Linked DNA regions of Sus scrofa: region 2 is linked to region 1. A link is a contact called in public promoter capture Hi-C data. All regions are on one chromosome and are shown on one strand. Each heading gives the region's core, a stretch centred on a gene start, on an enhancer-like site or on the middle of the called end of the contact. The rest is flanking DNA. Distances are from core to core; before and after follow the strand shown.

Region 1 (6,805 bases), core at 212-2,711:
CGATCCCTGGCCTCACTCAGTGGGTTAAGGATCTGGCATTTCTGTGAGCTGTGGTGTAGGTCGAAGACATGGTTCAGATCCCGAGTTGTTGTGGCCCTGGTGTAGGCTGGTGGCTACAGCTCTGATTCCACCCTAAGCCTGGGAACCTCCATGTACTGCAGGAGTGGCCCAAGAAATTGCCAAAAGACAAAAAGCCAAAAAAAACAAAAAACAAAAAATCATAGGCCAAATCATTCTACTCTCCAAGAAAATCTCTGACAAAAGGGGACTGGGTCTGGGTCTCAGAAATACCATGTCTCACCTGTACAGGCTAGATGTATGGGGCGCTCCAAACGTTCATGAGGTATGACCAGTCCTGCTTTCCGGGCATGTTCTACAAACTCCTTCTCTGATTTGTACTTGGGTTGATAGGTAGGGGGTGTGAAACGTTTTTTAGTTCTCACTGGAACTACTGCTGTGGACTGAGTCACCAAGACTGGCTGGAGGATAGCAGAAAAAGGTTAGATAATCAATCTTGCACAAATTCTAAGCAGAGATAGAAAGGGCACATCCAAAAAATGACTTAGGAACAATTATAAAGCCACATGTCACAAGGGGAAATGCACTACTATCTTAACAATTATGGCTGTCCCTTACTAAAAGGCAGTAAGTAACTTTACTAACACAACCCAATGTTTACGCATGGCTTTCCTTTAGTACTTTCCATGGCACAGGACTATGCCAAACCCCTGGGATGCAGAGTTGATGAAAGCAAGGCTTTTGCTTTCAAAGAACATTCAGTCTGATGGGGAACTTAAACACCAACTCTTTGGTATCTCCTCTACATTTACTCAGATTACATTCTATTGAAAGCCTCACTGTAAACTTTACTCTGTCGCTCTAGCTCCTAAGTGATCAATAACCCTTTCAAAGGCCAGGTTTCTTCTCTCTGATCATGAGGTTTCTTCAGGCAGGTACGAGACTCTCTCCTGTACAGCCACTGTGCAATTGAAATATTTATAAAAATAAAAGGGAAGCGAGCCCACCTTCCAAACCATTCTCTCCCCTTTAACACCTTCACGCTCGTCTGACCCAGACTTAACGGGAGAAACCTTAATCCTCGAGAAACTGCTCGCTCTCATGGCCATACCGAGGCTCTCACCACTCAGCCACACAGCTCAGTAGCTGTGTCCCGTTTACCTCAACTCTTCCCTAGCCTAGGTACGACTCATATCATCCAAACTCACGAAGGACAACTGCAAAGCGAGTATTTCTCTCTACTCTCTCCTACTCCTCCAGCCCCAAGAGTCCTATCCACCCCCGTCCCTACCCACCTGCCGAGACCACCATCCTAAAACCCTGGGTAAGCAAGACAAGCCCCGTGTTACGGGGGCTGCCATTTTGCTCGCGCAAAGGCAGCTGGGATGGAGACTGAAAGTGATGCGCCTGGGGCAGGAAAGAAGGCGCAAAGGGTGGAGCTAGCGCGGCCGTGGAATTTTCCAGGGCGCGCGCCCTCCTCCAAAGTGCGAGAGGCGCGAACGCGCACGTGCACGTCTGGGAGGGGGGCGGGGTGGGGGAGTGGAGTAGGGCTGCGCCTGCGTGGTAAGACGGCGTTGGGGGCAGGGGGAAGCACGGTTGTCACGCGCCAAGCGGAGGGCGCGGAGCCAGAGCTGCGCTTGCGCACCAGGCGTTCTGGCGGCCGGGAGTTACTCCCTTCCTGTAAAATTGGCACGTTGCTGCACCTTGCTTCTAGTCCGTGAAGAATGAGAAGCTGTTTCTCTTCTGAGACAAGTGTTTTTCTTCAGTGCCTACTTGGATCTTAGGAATGGCAAAAATGACTGGGTTCTGGGTCTGGGTCCGTCCTCGGACAACCTTAAGGCGGAGTTAACAATATAGTATTTATATGGAATAATATAGTTTTCCCAATCTGTACCGTGTGAAGGATAATAGTCTTTCTTACCATCAAATTAAGGTAGTTAATGACTATTGTGTTTATTGAAACAAAAGACGCATGGACTGATAAAAACATCTGTCTTTTTGGGACGGAGGTACAGAGGTACCTGTAGCACTTGCTTAGGCATTGCCAGGCAATTCGCTAAGCATTTTACATTTATTTACTCAATCATCAACGTAGGAGTAATACTCGTTTACATATGAACTTGGGCAGCACAGAAATTATGTAATTTTTCTAAGGTCACACAGCTAAGAACTAGAAGAATTGGGATTCACGTTCAAGCAGTCTAATTCTAGAACCCATTCACTGACTGCTACCTTGTACTGCTTCAGTAATCATTGCCGAAAGGCAAACACTTTCTATACTTAACTTTACGGTTTTATCTCATTTTGCCAATTAATTTTTTTTTTTTTTTTGTCTTTTTTGTTGTTGTTGTTGTTGTTGCTATTTCTTGGGCCGCTCCCGCGTCCCGCGGCATATGGAGGTTCCCAGGCTAGGGGTTGAATCGGAGCTGTAGCCACCGGCCTACGCTGGAGCCACAGCAACGCGGGATCCGAGCCGCGTCTGCAACCTACACCACAGCTCACGGCAATACCGGATCGTTAACCCACTGAGCAAGGGCAGGGACCGAACCCTCAACCTCATAGTTCCTAGTCGGATTCGTTAACCACTGCGCCACAACGGGAACTCCTTTTTTTTTTTTTTTTTTTTTTTGGTCTTTTTAGGGCTGCACCTGCAGCATATGGAAGGTCCCCCGCTAGGGGTCGAATTGGAATTGGAGCTGTAGCCCCTGGCCTATACCGCAGCCACAGCAACACCAGATCCAAGCTGCGTCTGCAAACTACACCACAGCTCAGGGCAACGCCAGATCCTTAACCCACTGAGTGAGGCCAGGGATCGAACCTGAAATCTCATGATTCCTAGTTGGATTCATTTCTGCTGAGCCATAATGGGAACTCCAAACATGAACTTTTTTCTCCACTGGTTTTCCTGACAAAGCGAAGAAATTCTACTCCGTGACGAATGGTTATTAATATGGAACACTGATATAGTCTATCTGGGATTATCTGCTTCACTGTTGAGTTTTATGTTTGATTTACATGGTAGCCAACACATCCCATATCATCTTTGCCTGCCCTCTAATCAATTTTTCAGGGAATGAAGACTTGTTCCATATCAACCTGAATGAAATAAGGGGAGTCAATCTCGGTTAATTCATTCTGAGATGAATTACAAGTGGGCTTTATTAGCTGCTCTTTTGGAAAATTCATATTATCTTCCCATCTCATTAACTCCATGGACAACTGGGAGCTGTCTGCTGGGGACGTGACACTAAAAGAATATTTCTTGGAGTTCCTGTCATGGTTCAGTGGTTAACGAATCTGACTAGGAACCATGAGGTTGCAGGTTTGATCCCTGGTCTCGCTCAGTGGGTTAAGGATCTTACTTTGTTGTGGCTGTGGTGTAGGTTGGCAGCTACAGCTCCGATTGGACCCCTAGCCTGTGAACTTCCATATGCTGTGGGTGTGGCCCCAGAAAAGCCAAAAAAAAAAAAAAAAAAAGAATATTTCTTAATCCTACAACCCCAGTAGCTCACTTTCAGGAGAAGCAAGGTAAGAGCAAGAAAAGGAAACCCACTGTGTCATTAGAGGAAGGAATAAGGTGGTTAGGGCTCAGCCTTGCAAAGAACAGTCTTGCACGTAGTAAATAGTCAAATATTTATTCAATAAATAGATCACTAGAATCCCAGATAAAATATGGTTAGGCAGAAGGCAAAGTTGATTTCCTGTTTCTCTAAATACAGGGAGTTCCTGGAATCTTTTTGTCTTATTGAAATTAAAGTGGATCCAAAGAAAATAGGATAGCCCATGAGCAGTGAGATATGTGCAATATTTGCACTCTCCCCCCACCTGCCCTGTGGCAGATAGGATATCAAAAATTAGAAACTCTGAAATTCTGCCTAGTAATTGACATTCTAGGAGAGGCACAGTTCATTTGTTTATTTATTTTTGCTTTTTTTTTTTTTTTTTTGTCTTTTTGCCTTTTCCAGGGCCGAACCATTGGCATATGGAGGTTCCCAGGCTAGAGGTCTAATCGGAGCTGTAGCCACCGGCCTACACCACAGCCACAGCAACTAAGATCCAAGCTGTGTCTGCGACCTACACCACAGCTCACAGCCACGCCGGATCCTTAACCCACTGAGCAACGCCAGGGATCAAACCCGCATCCTCATGGTTCTTAGTTGGATTCATTAGCCACTGAGCCACGACGGGAACTCCTTATTTTTGCTTTTTAGGGCCGTACCCTTGGTGTATGGAGGTTCCCAGGCTAGGGGTCCAATCAGAGCTACAGCTGCTGGCCTACATCACAGCCATAGCAACGCGGAATCCTTAACCCATTGAGTGAGGCCAGGGAGCGAACCCACCATCTCGTGGTTCCTAGTCGGATTTGTTTCCGCTGAGCCAAGATAGGAACTCTGAGGCACAGTTGATTTAAACAAGGAAAATCCTTCTGGAGAATTGGAAGAATCTGATAACAATATGTTTATTGATTACAATAAACAGTACGAGGAGCTTTCTGGTGGCCTAGCATTTAGGGATTCAGTGCTGCCATGCTGTGGCTCAGGTTTGATCCCTGGCCCAAAAACTTTTGCATGTCGAGGGCAGCGCCAAAAAAAAAAATCCCCCAAACAATGCAGCGACAGTATGATACTTGGATTGAAGCAAATAATAGGCTTGCCATATGTTTATATTGTAGTTCCCTCCCTTGAGTGAGAGCATGAAGAGGAAAAGAAGTGAATTGTCCGAGATAAGGTGACATAGAAGAAACCAAGAATTTTGACTTTCTAAGAAATATCCTCAACTGATCTTTAGCTAACAATGTTAGCAGAGCTTCTTTGCCCCTAGGAGAGTTGACTCTCTACGGCTCTCTCCTAGTGGTTAAGAATGTTATGGTGCATGGGAGTTACCGTGGTTGCTCAGCAGTTAATGAACCCAACTAGGATCCATGAGGATGCTGGTTGGATCCCTGGCCACGCTCAGTGGGTTGAGGATCTGGTGTTGCTGTGGGCTGTGGTGTAGGTCACAGATGCGGCTCAGATCTGGCGTTGCTGTGGCTGTGATGTAGGCCGGTACCTGTAGCTCCGATTGGACCCCTAGCCTGGGAATCTCTATATGCTGTGAGTGCGGCCCTAAAAAGCAAAAACAAACAAACAAAAAAGAATGTTATAGTGCATGAATTTACGTCTTAGCTCCACCTCTTTTCTTCACTAGAGAAAAGGAGTAATTGGGAGTTCCCATTGTGGTTCAGTAATGAACCCAGCTGGTATGCATGAGGATGCCAGTTTTGCCCCTGTCCTCATTCAGTGTGTTAAGGATCTGGGGTTTCCATGAGCTGTGGTGTAGGTAGCAAACTCGGGTCGGATCTGGCGTTGTTGTGGCTGTGGCATAGGCCAGACGCTTCAGCTCCTATTCGACCCCTAGCCTGAGAACCGCAGGTGAGGCCCTAAAAAAAGAAAAAAAAAAGGAGTAATTAAACACAGGGAACAATATCTGATCAGTTGTGATACATGATGGAGGATAATGTGAAAAAAAGAATGTATATGGATGTATGGCTGGGTCACTTTGCTGGGCAGCAGAAATTGACAGAACATTGTAAATCAACTACAATTAAAAAATACTAAAGAAAAGAAAAGGAGTAATTAAGTACCTAATTCATAGACTTGTTATTAACTCATTAAGGGAGTTACCACATGTTCCCATTCTGGTTAGTCATGGTAACTGCTTTCAAGCCTCATGATAGCCCTGGAAGGAATATATGTGGAGCCTAGCAGAGTCCTAGTAACTGTTCTTTGTGCTGGACACAGATAACATCCATGACCCCGGAGTCCACCCTAGTGCGGTATCCTTGCAGCAAAGAACCGAAAATCCTCAGGAAGCCCTGTGTGTTAGCTCTCTTCCCCTAGGGAGCCATTCTCACCTCTGTTGAAGCTAAAACCATCGAAATGCAGGCTCTTTCCATGCCCCAAAGTATTCCTTATTTCTGGGCTGTATGACTTTCTTCTAGTTGCCCTTCCGTCTCATCCATCCTTTCATTCATCCCTGCTGCTGAAGACGAAGACTTTTTCCTTTATCTTTGGCTGCCTGCCTCAGACTCTTTATTTGTAAAGGTATGTTTAGGAAGAGATATTGTTCATCCTGGCTCAGCCAGAAAAGAAGCCCATGCATCCCACTGTTCAAGCGAGGTCTGCAATTAATGCCTCCCCTCTTCTTGCTCTACTTTCGCCCCAGCTGGCTAAATCGAGAGATAATCCTAAAAGGGAATTTCAGGCTATTTGTGACTCCTCTCCCCCCCTCCCCCCGCCCCGTGCCACATTCAGGGAGGAGAGAGCAAAGCCCTTGGATCAGAGTAATCTGTTTCTAACCCACTTCCATTGCCAGGGATTACCTCTGCAGGAGGAGGGAAACAGAAATAAATCTGACATCTGGGCACTGGGAACTTGGGGAAGAAACTCCAGGAGTGCCTGCGGGGCTGTAGGCATGGGGTTCAGGAGACTGGGAGCTTGTTCTCATAGGCTGGGATACCCAGGAAAAGGGTCTCCGAACTTGAAAAGCAAAGCCTAGAGTCGTGTTTGGTGATCAGAGGCATTCTATTCATGTGTTGAACAAAAGAATGAAAAGTGTATAGACTGTGGGCAGATGAATGCAAAAACAATTCCTTGGAGCAGGTTTGCTTGTGGCACAGAGGGTTAAAGATTCAGCGTTGCCACACCTTCGGTGTAGTGTGTAGTTTGCAACTGCAGTACACATTTGATTCCCTGACCCAGGGAACTTCCACATGCCACAGGCACAGCCAAAAAAAAAAAAACCAAAA
Region 2 (7,260 bases), core at 4,176-6,675, 150 kb after region 1:
TTTATTTCCCAAACAGCAGCCTTTCTCCCAAATCCTAATTAAGAATGTACAGTCTCAGAGTTCCTGCCATGGCTCAGCAGTAACAAACCCAACTAGTATCCATGAGGGCATGGGTTCAATCCCTGGCCTTGCTCAGTGGGTTGATCTGGCGCTGCTGTGAGCTGTGGTGTAGGTCACAGACATGGCTTGGATCTGGTGTTGCTGTGGCTGTGGTGTAGGCTGGCAGCTACAGCTCTGAAAGACCCCTAGCCTGGGAACTTCCACATACCTCAGGTATGGCCCTAAAAAGACACACACACCCACACACAAACCCAGAATGTACAGTTTCCCTTAGGTGTCCCCTTATGATCTTAAAAACTAAATGTTTCTAAAACTGGATACATGACCCTTCCCCCAACCTCTACCCCACTTTACTGTACCAACTTAGTTTCTAAACGTGATTTTTTTTTTTTTTTTTTTTTTTTGGTCTTTTTGTCTTTTGCCAGGGCTGTACTCACAGCATATGGAGGTTCCCAGACTAATCGGAGCTGTAGCCACTGGTCTACACAACAGCAATGCCAGATTTGAGCCGGGTCTGCCACCTACACCACAGCTCACAGCAACACCAGATTCTTAACCCACTGAGCGAGGCCAGGGATCAAACCCCGAAACCTCGTGGTTCCTAGTCGGATTTGTTAACCACTGAGCCACGATGGGAACTCCCTATATGTGATCTTGTGTCACGATCAGAACACAATTTGCAGGCCCCTTTGTTCAAAAATTATTAGGAATTTCAATATGGTGACAACTGAGTATTAAGCCAAGTGAGGAGCCAGCATTTCTAAGCACCTGTGTGACTGTACAGGTCTCATACTCATAGGCCAACCCTGGCTCCAACTATTATTCTCATTTTACAGATGAGGAAACTAAGACACAGAAGCACCAAATAAGCTCACACTGTTTAGGTGGAGATAGAAGCATGCACAACAGTTAGAGAAGGGTTCCTTGTAATCTCTATATTTACAAAGTTCTCCAATCCTTCAAGGTTCAGCTCAAAACTCTCCTTGTCTAATAAGAGTCCTCACCAAAGGCCAGGGGAAAAAAAAAAATCTCTCTTCCTCCTCTGAAATTTTAGCTTCATAAGGGTATTTGGTTTGTACATTTCTTTTTTTTTTTTTTTTTTGTCTTTTGTCTTTTGTTGTTGTTGTTGCTATTTCTTGGGCCGCTCCCTCGGCATATGGAGGTTCCCAGGCTAGGGGTTGAATCGGAGCTGTAGCCACCGGCCTACGCCAGAGCCACAGCAACGCGGGATCCGAGCCGCGTCTGCAACCTATACCACAGCTCACGGCAACGCCGGATCCTTAACCCACTGAGCAAGGGCAGGGACCGAACCCGAAACCTCATGGTTCCTAGTCGGATTCGTTAACCACTGCGCCACGACGGGAACTCCTGGTTTGTACATTTCTTATGGACTTGCTCACACAGGGATTTATGTTATACCTGAAATAACATGAGGTGGGTGTACATCTAATAAATTCATGTGGTTGAATAAACAAATTAAAAAGAATGAAGGGACAAATTTGTGCATGACTTGAAACACTGAGGGGGGCAAGCAGGGAACTCTTGGCAGGGGACAGGCTTAGGATAGAGCCGAATACTTATGCAGGAGCAGGGATACGGCTGGCTTGATTGGGCAATGGGACCATGGGTGCTAATGCGGATAACACTGGAAAAAAGGACAAAGTTATAAAGTGCCTTTAACAAAGCTAGACAGTCACTTCCCACGGCCCATAAGCTTTATGTGCTGCATGTGCCCCTCTCAGGTCAGCCAGCTTTGCCCAAGAGGAAAAGGCATCGGGTCATAGTCTGACTGCTTCTCCCCTTGCAGCTGGTCTTCTTACACATAAGCACAAGACTTAGTGAGGGGACTGAGCTATGGAATGCCAGCTGATCTCATCCATTCACGAAGTCACTTGTTTAACAGAGAGCAGTGAGCTTCTCCCAGCACAAGATACTTGCACCAAGCACCTCACAGAAAGGCTCCCATTTATGATCAGACCAACCAATGGCAGAGATTCACCCATTTCACAGATCTAAGAGGTTAAGTAACTTATTCAGGATCAGACAGCAGAAGTGGTAGAGTAGGACTGAAACCCAGTGTCTCTCTTTAATTTCACTTTCTTTTTTCTTTCTTTCTTCTTCTTTTTAGGGCTGCACCCATGGCTGTTCTGTTCCCAGGCTAGAGAAATCAGAACTGCAGCTGCTGGCCTACGCCACTGCAACCCAGGATCTGAGCCACGTCTGTGACCTACAGCACAGCTCACGGCAACACTGGATCCTTAACCCACTGATCGAGGCCAGGGATTAAGCCCGCAACCTTGTAGTTCCTAGTTGGATTCGTTTCCACTGCCACGCAGGGAACTCCTCATATCTGGATTATTGCAATGGCCTCCTAACCAGTCTCCTTGCATCAGCTCTTCCCTCTTTCCAGTCTAATCTCCACATTACGAACACCAACCTTTTTTAAACTTTTGAATAGCTGCCTTTGGTCTTAGAGCACAGACAAAAGCATGCAAGGGTCTCATATGGGTTTTTCCCTTACTCAACACTCTAGCTTGATCCTAACCCCTTGTTCTGTTGCGGGGGTGCTGGCCTTCTTGTGGCTCCTCATAATCCCCAAACTCTCTCCCACCACAGGACCTTTGTACCTGCTCATCCCCCCTTCACCTGAATAACTCTCTTCCCTTTCTCAGGTACACATTTCCTGAGCCCCCAAGCTAGGTCATTCTTTGGCATCTCTCACTTTTACAACTTTACATGTGTTTGTGAGATTGATTAAAGTCTTTCTTCTCTAACAGGCCAAGGATCAAGAACCACTCGCTTAGTACAAAATAGATGCTAAGCAGATAATAGCCTATGTACACATAACATATGCAATACGCCAGGTGTTTGGCACACTTAACATGTATAAAGTCACTAAGACCTCCCAAAAGCTCCATATGAGGCAGGTACAATTATTAGCCCCATTTTACTTATAGTAAATCATACAAGCTAAGAAGTGGAAGAATTGGGTTATGAACTCAGGCAGTCAGTTTCTGGATTCTGAGTGCTAAACACATTACAGCGCCTCAGCAGCAATTGCTGAGAGCAGGACAATGTTGAGTGCTTCTGATAGGGACTAGATAGCACCCTCCTTAGTTCAACTAAAACATCAATTCAGTTGGGTTGTGGTAAGGATCTTAACGTTTGACTGGAACTTTGCTGCAAAACATTTACTTCCCAGCATTTTATTCCAACCACTTTTTTTTTTTTTTTTTTAAGGGCAGCACCTGAGGCATGTGTAAGATCCCAGGCTAGAGGTCGAATTGGAGCTGCAGCTGCCAGCCTACACCACAGCCACATGGGATCTGAGCCGCGTCTGCTACCTACACCACAGCTCACAGGAACACCGGATCCTTAACCCACTGAGTGAGGCCAGGGATCAAAGGTGCATCCTCATGCATGCTGGTCAGGTTCATAACTCGATGAGCCACAGTGCGGACTCCTATTCCAGCTACTTTAAAAATCCACTTGCCATCAATGGTAGTATCATGACTGATGGTGAGCAGAGGAGGTAGCTCAACAAATTGGTAAGAGGACAGGAGAAAGCTGTCTTGGAGTGAAACAGAACTGTGGAGCATTTGTAGTATGGGAAATCCTCATCAAGGCAATTCAGAGATTTTCAAGAATGTCATCTCACTTAAACTTGGTTGATTCGTAATAAAATCACACACAGAGGGCAGTTCTTCCTCAGCTGAAAGGTGAAGCAAAAGGCTGAGGTTTGGAGGACAGCTAAGTCATGGGAAATCAAGCAGGCACAGGACGAGCAAGGAATAGTGTCCCCACACTTGCAGCTTCAGAACTCAGATATTTCTTTTTTTTTTTTTTGGCTTTTTGTTATTTCTTTGGGCCGCTCCCGCGGCATATGGAGGTTCCCAAGCTAGGGGTCTAATCGGAGCTGTAGCCACTGGCCTATGCCAGAGCCACAGCAACGCGGGATCCGAGCCGCGTCTGCAACCTACACCACAGCTCACGGCAACGCCGGATCCTTAACCCACTGAGCAAGGGCAGGGACCGAACCCGCAACCTCATGGTTCCTAGTCGGATTCGTTAACCTCTGCACCACGACGGGAACTCCAGAACTCAGATATTTCTGATAGAGAAAAATGTCTTTTTTTCTTTTCTTTTCTTTCAAGGATTAAAGGTAGCTGGCCAGCCTTTCCTAATTTTTAGTTGGAACTTCACAGCAAGGCCAGAGTTGCTCTTAGGTTTTCCCAGTATGGCTAGAGTAGGGCAATTATTTCAGAAGCTCGAGCTAATGCAGAGAAGAGATCTGTCAGCTAGCTACATTCTATTAACCCTAGGTCAATATGGTGAAAATGTAACCATTCAGCAACTTCTTCACCTGGAGCCCATTCCCAATCTAAAGGGAAGTCCAGAAATTGTATGCACATTTTGCTAAGGAAAGGCTTTCATTAGTTTGTCTCAGGGCTTATAACTAAAAAAAGGCGATCTTTTAGGGCTGTACACACATTTTCTCTGGTACACGGTTGTGCCTTTATAGAAAAGGTACCTTCCAGGGTGAAACATTTCTATTCCTTCAAGTACCCGAGAGCTTATGGATGAGGGTTTAAGGGGAATCCAAGTGTCCACCCCACGTGTTACGTCTCACAACAGCACAGGCCTCAAACTATACATATGTCCAAAGGGACTGCTTTTGCATTCACCCCCTTGGAGGTGCTGCGTGTAAAAGCCACGGTAGTCTGGAGTGCTTGAGTCCAGTCCCAACCAGGCCACTAACTGGCTGAGTAACCTTGGACAAGTCGCATACCCTCTCTGGCCTTCAGTTTCCACATCTGCAAACTGGAAGTTGAACGGCATGGTCTTCAAGGTCCTTCCCAACCAAGAGTCTGGTACCAAGTAGGCCTAGCCATTAAAGCAGCTTCCTGTGGGTGCGGTGCAGTTTTAACGGTCCCCCCTCCCCCGCTCGAGCCCGCGAAACCCTCTTTAACACGCCCCTCCGAGTGACGGCGCTTCCCAACCTCAACCCGGACACGGCTCCGCCCCTTCCCGGGGGCGTCCCATCGTGCCCCGCGCTGGGCTTCTAAAGCAGTGGGGCACCTCCCGCCTTTCCGCGGCCCCGACCCCGAACTCTTCTCCCCAGTTCTCCCGGGTGCCCTATCCTATCAACGTCTAATAGCCCAGCCAATCACGCGGGCCTACAGTCTTACCTTCGGTCCACCCTCCTCTCGGCGCCCAGCCGGCCTGAGCTGAAGGCCTTTACCAGGCCAACCCAATCAGCGGCCGGCTCTGGCCTGCCCCACCCCAACCTCCCTCCCCTCGGCCAATCCACGCGCTCCATCCCACTGCCCGCCCAGCCAACCCGGGCCTTGAAACCAGCCGGCGAATGGGCGCAGGGCGGCCCTTCAATGCTAACCGCCTGGCCAATTGGGGATTCCGCGTGGCCACGGCAGTGGCCAATCGACATGGAGCGCGGTGCCGCCGCGGAGAGGTCCGGCCCGAATATCCCTCCGCCTTCCTCCCTCCCTCTCTCTCCCTCCCTGCGAGCCGCCGTTCACTTACCGCCTCCCTTCCCTTCTTTCTCCCTCCGCCACCCGAGCACCAGCCGCGCTCAAAGCTGCCCCCGGGGTCCCTCCCCCGCCGCCAGAGGAGCAGCTGCTGCCGCCGCCAGCAGCAAATTAGGAGGGAGGAAGGAAGGAAAGGAGGAAGGAAAGGGAGCTGGAGCGACTACCAAGAGGGAGCCAGTGAATGGGATTGTGGTGACCCCCGCCCCCCACCCCACCCTCCCTTCCCACCCGACCCCCAACCCCCATCCCCAGTTGGAGCCGCCGCCCGAGAGGCCGGACAGCAGTCTTAAGAGGAGTCGCCGCCACCACCTCCGCCATGGAGCTGATCACCATCCTCGAGAAGACCGTGTCTCCCGGTAGGACGCGGGGGCCGGGGGTCGGGCTGAGGTGATTGGGTGGGGGGAGGGGAAGCCCTGGCCCCTCTGACCTGTCCCTTTTCCCACTTTCCTTCCCCCCAGATCGGCTGGAACTGGAAGCGGCGCAGAAGTTCCTGGAGCGTGCGGCCGTGGAGAACCTGGTGCGTGCCACCCCGCCGTCCCCCATCCCGCCCGTCTCCCCATCCCCTGCGTGCGGGCCTTCCCGCCCTCCTGGAGGCCCAGGCCTCGGGAACCCACCCCGCCCCATCCCGTCCCCCTCCCCCTCCCCCGGTCCAACCTAACCCCTCCGTCGGGAAGCCGGTGGGTGTGTCCCGCCCCGGGCCCCGGCACCTGGCCAATGGCGCGGCGCGCCGGGGTGACTGCCGCCCAATCGCCGCGCGGCCTGAGGGCGGCGGTGCAGCAGGAGGGAGAAAGAGCGAGGGAAGGGAAGTTAGGTTGCGCGGCGCTGCGTGTTCAGCAAGGGTGGGGGTGGGGGAGCCGGGCCTAGGGGCCATGTGGAAGCTCCGAGCCCCGCTGCCCGTCCAGTTCGGACCCCGGCCTCCTCCTCCTTCCTGTCCTGTGACCCCTATGATTCTCTCCACCTACTTCCCAGAGCCCTACCCATTCCCTTCTCCCTTGGTCTGTGCTCCTGGCCAGGCCTGCACCCAAATCCCTTTTTACCCATTCCGGCAATGTTTTTCCCTTTCTTGACGGGTTATTCCTCTCCAGGGGAATTTTTTCCCCCGGCCCCGATCAATAGAGACTTCATCTGCACCCAGATAACAGGCTGAGGCTTATCCTTGAGATCGGGCCTGTTTCCAGAGGAAATCATAGAGGAAAGTTCCTCGTTTTTCATGGTTTCAAATTTAGGGGGTACAGAAAAAAAATGAGTGTTAAGTCCACTAGAGACTGGACCTCTGTATAAAATCGAGAGATGGATTGACTGAAACAGCCTATGTGCCAGTAATATTTCTCCTTGGATTCCCTCCTCCTGTTGGGGGGTGGGGAGCAAAGAGAACGGTGGATAATACGTCTCTTAAAGGTAATAGGTAATAGATCTAAATAACACTGTAACCAAATGTGTTCTTTTGTGTTATCTAGGCAAGCCAAAAAAAAAAGTGACAAGGCGTTTTTTTATTTTCTACAAACTGCCTTTGAATTGTCTTGGATTTTTTTTTCCCCCTTACACGTTCTGGTTTTTACCATCAACCTTTTTATACTTAGCTTTCCATAGAAAAGATTTTTATCTACTAGCATAGACCCATATTTCCGTTTAATGTGTATTCCTGTTTCTGCTT

What was found. Promoter capture Hi-C pulls out the DNA fragments that hold promoters and counts their contacts.
Region 2: a contact with region 1 is called in a promoter capture Hi-C map of fetal skeletal muscle, with 3 times the contacts expected there. The contact joins the promoter of KPNB1 here to the promoter of MRPL45 in region 1. A contact is called at or near these places in 2 of 5 promoter capture datasets (fetal skeletal muscle and liver), 2 of 47 Hi-C or Micro-C datasets (embryonic fibroblasts and epiblast stem cells) and 2 of 2 datasets of contacts at active chromatin or transcription factors (alveolar macrophages and skeletal muscle).

What each region holds. Positions count from the first base shown.
Region 1 is chr12:23,765,015-23,771,819 of Sscrofa11.1, forward strand. MRPL45 (39S ribosomal protein L45, mitochondrial) reads right to left here and starts at 1,462. Exons shown (of 8, transcript XM_021067079.1): 1 at 1,314-1,462; 2 at 302-479. The coding sequence starts at 1,379.
Region 2 is chr12:23,910,358-23,917,617 of Sscrofa11.1, forward strand. KPNB1 (importin subunit beta-1) reads left to right here and starts at 5,426. Exons shown (of 22, transcript XM_003131528.6): 1 at 5,426-5,962; 2 at 6,065-6,123. The coding sequence starts at 5,923.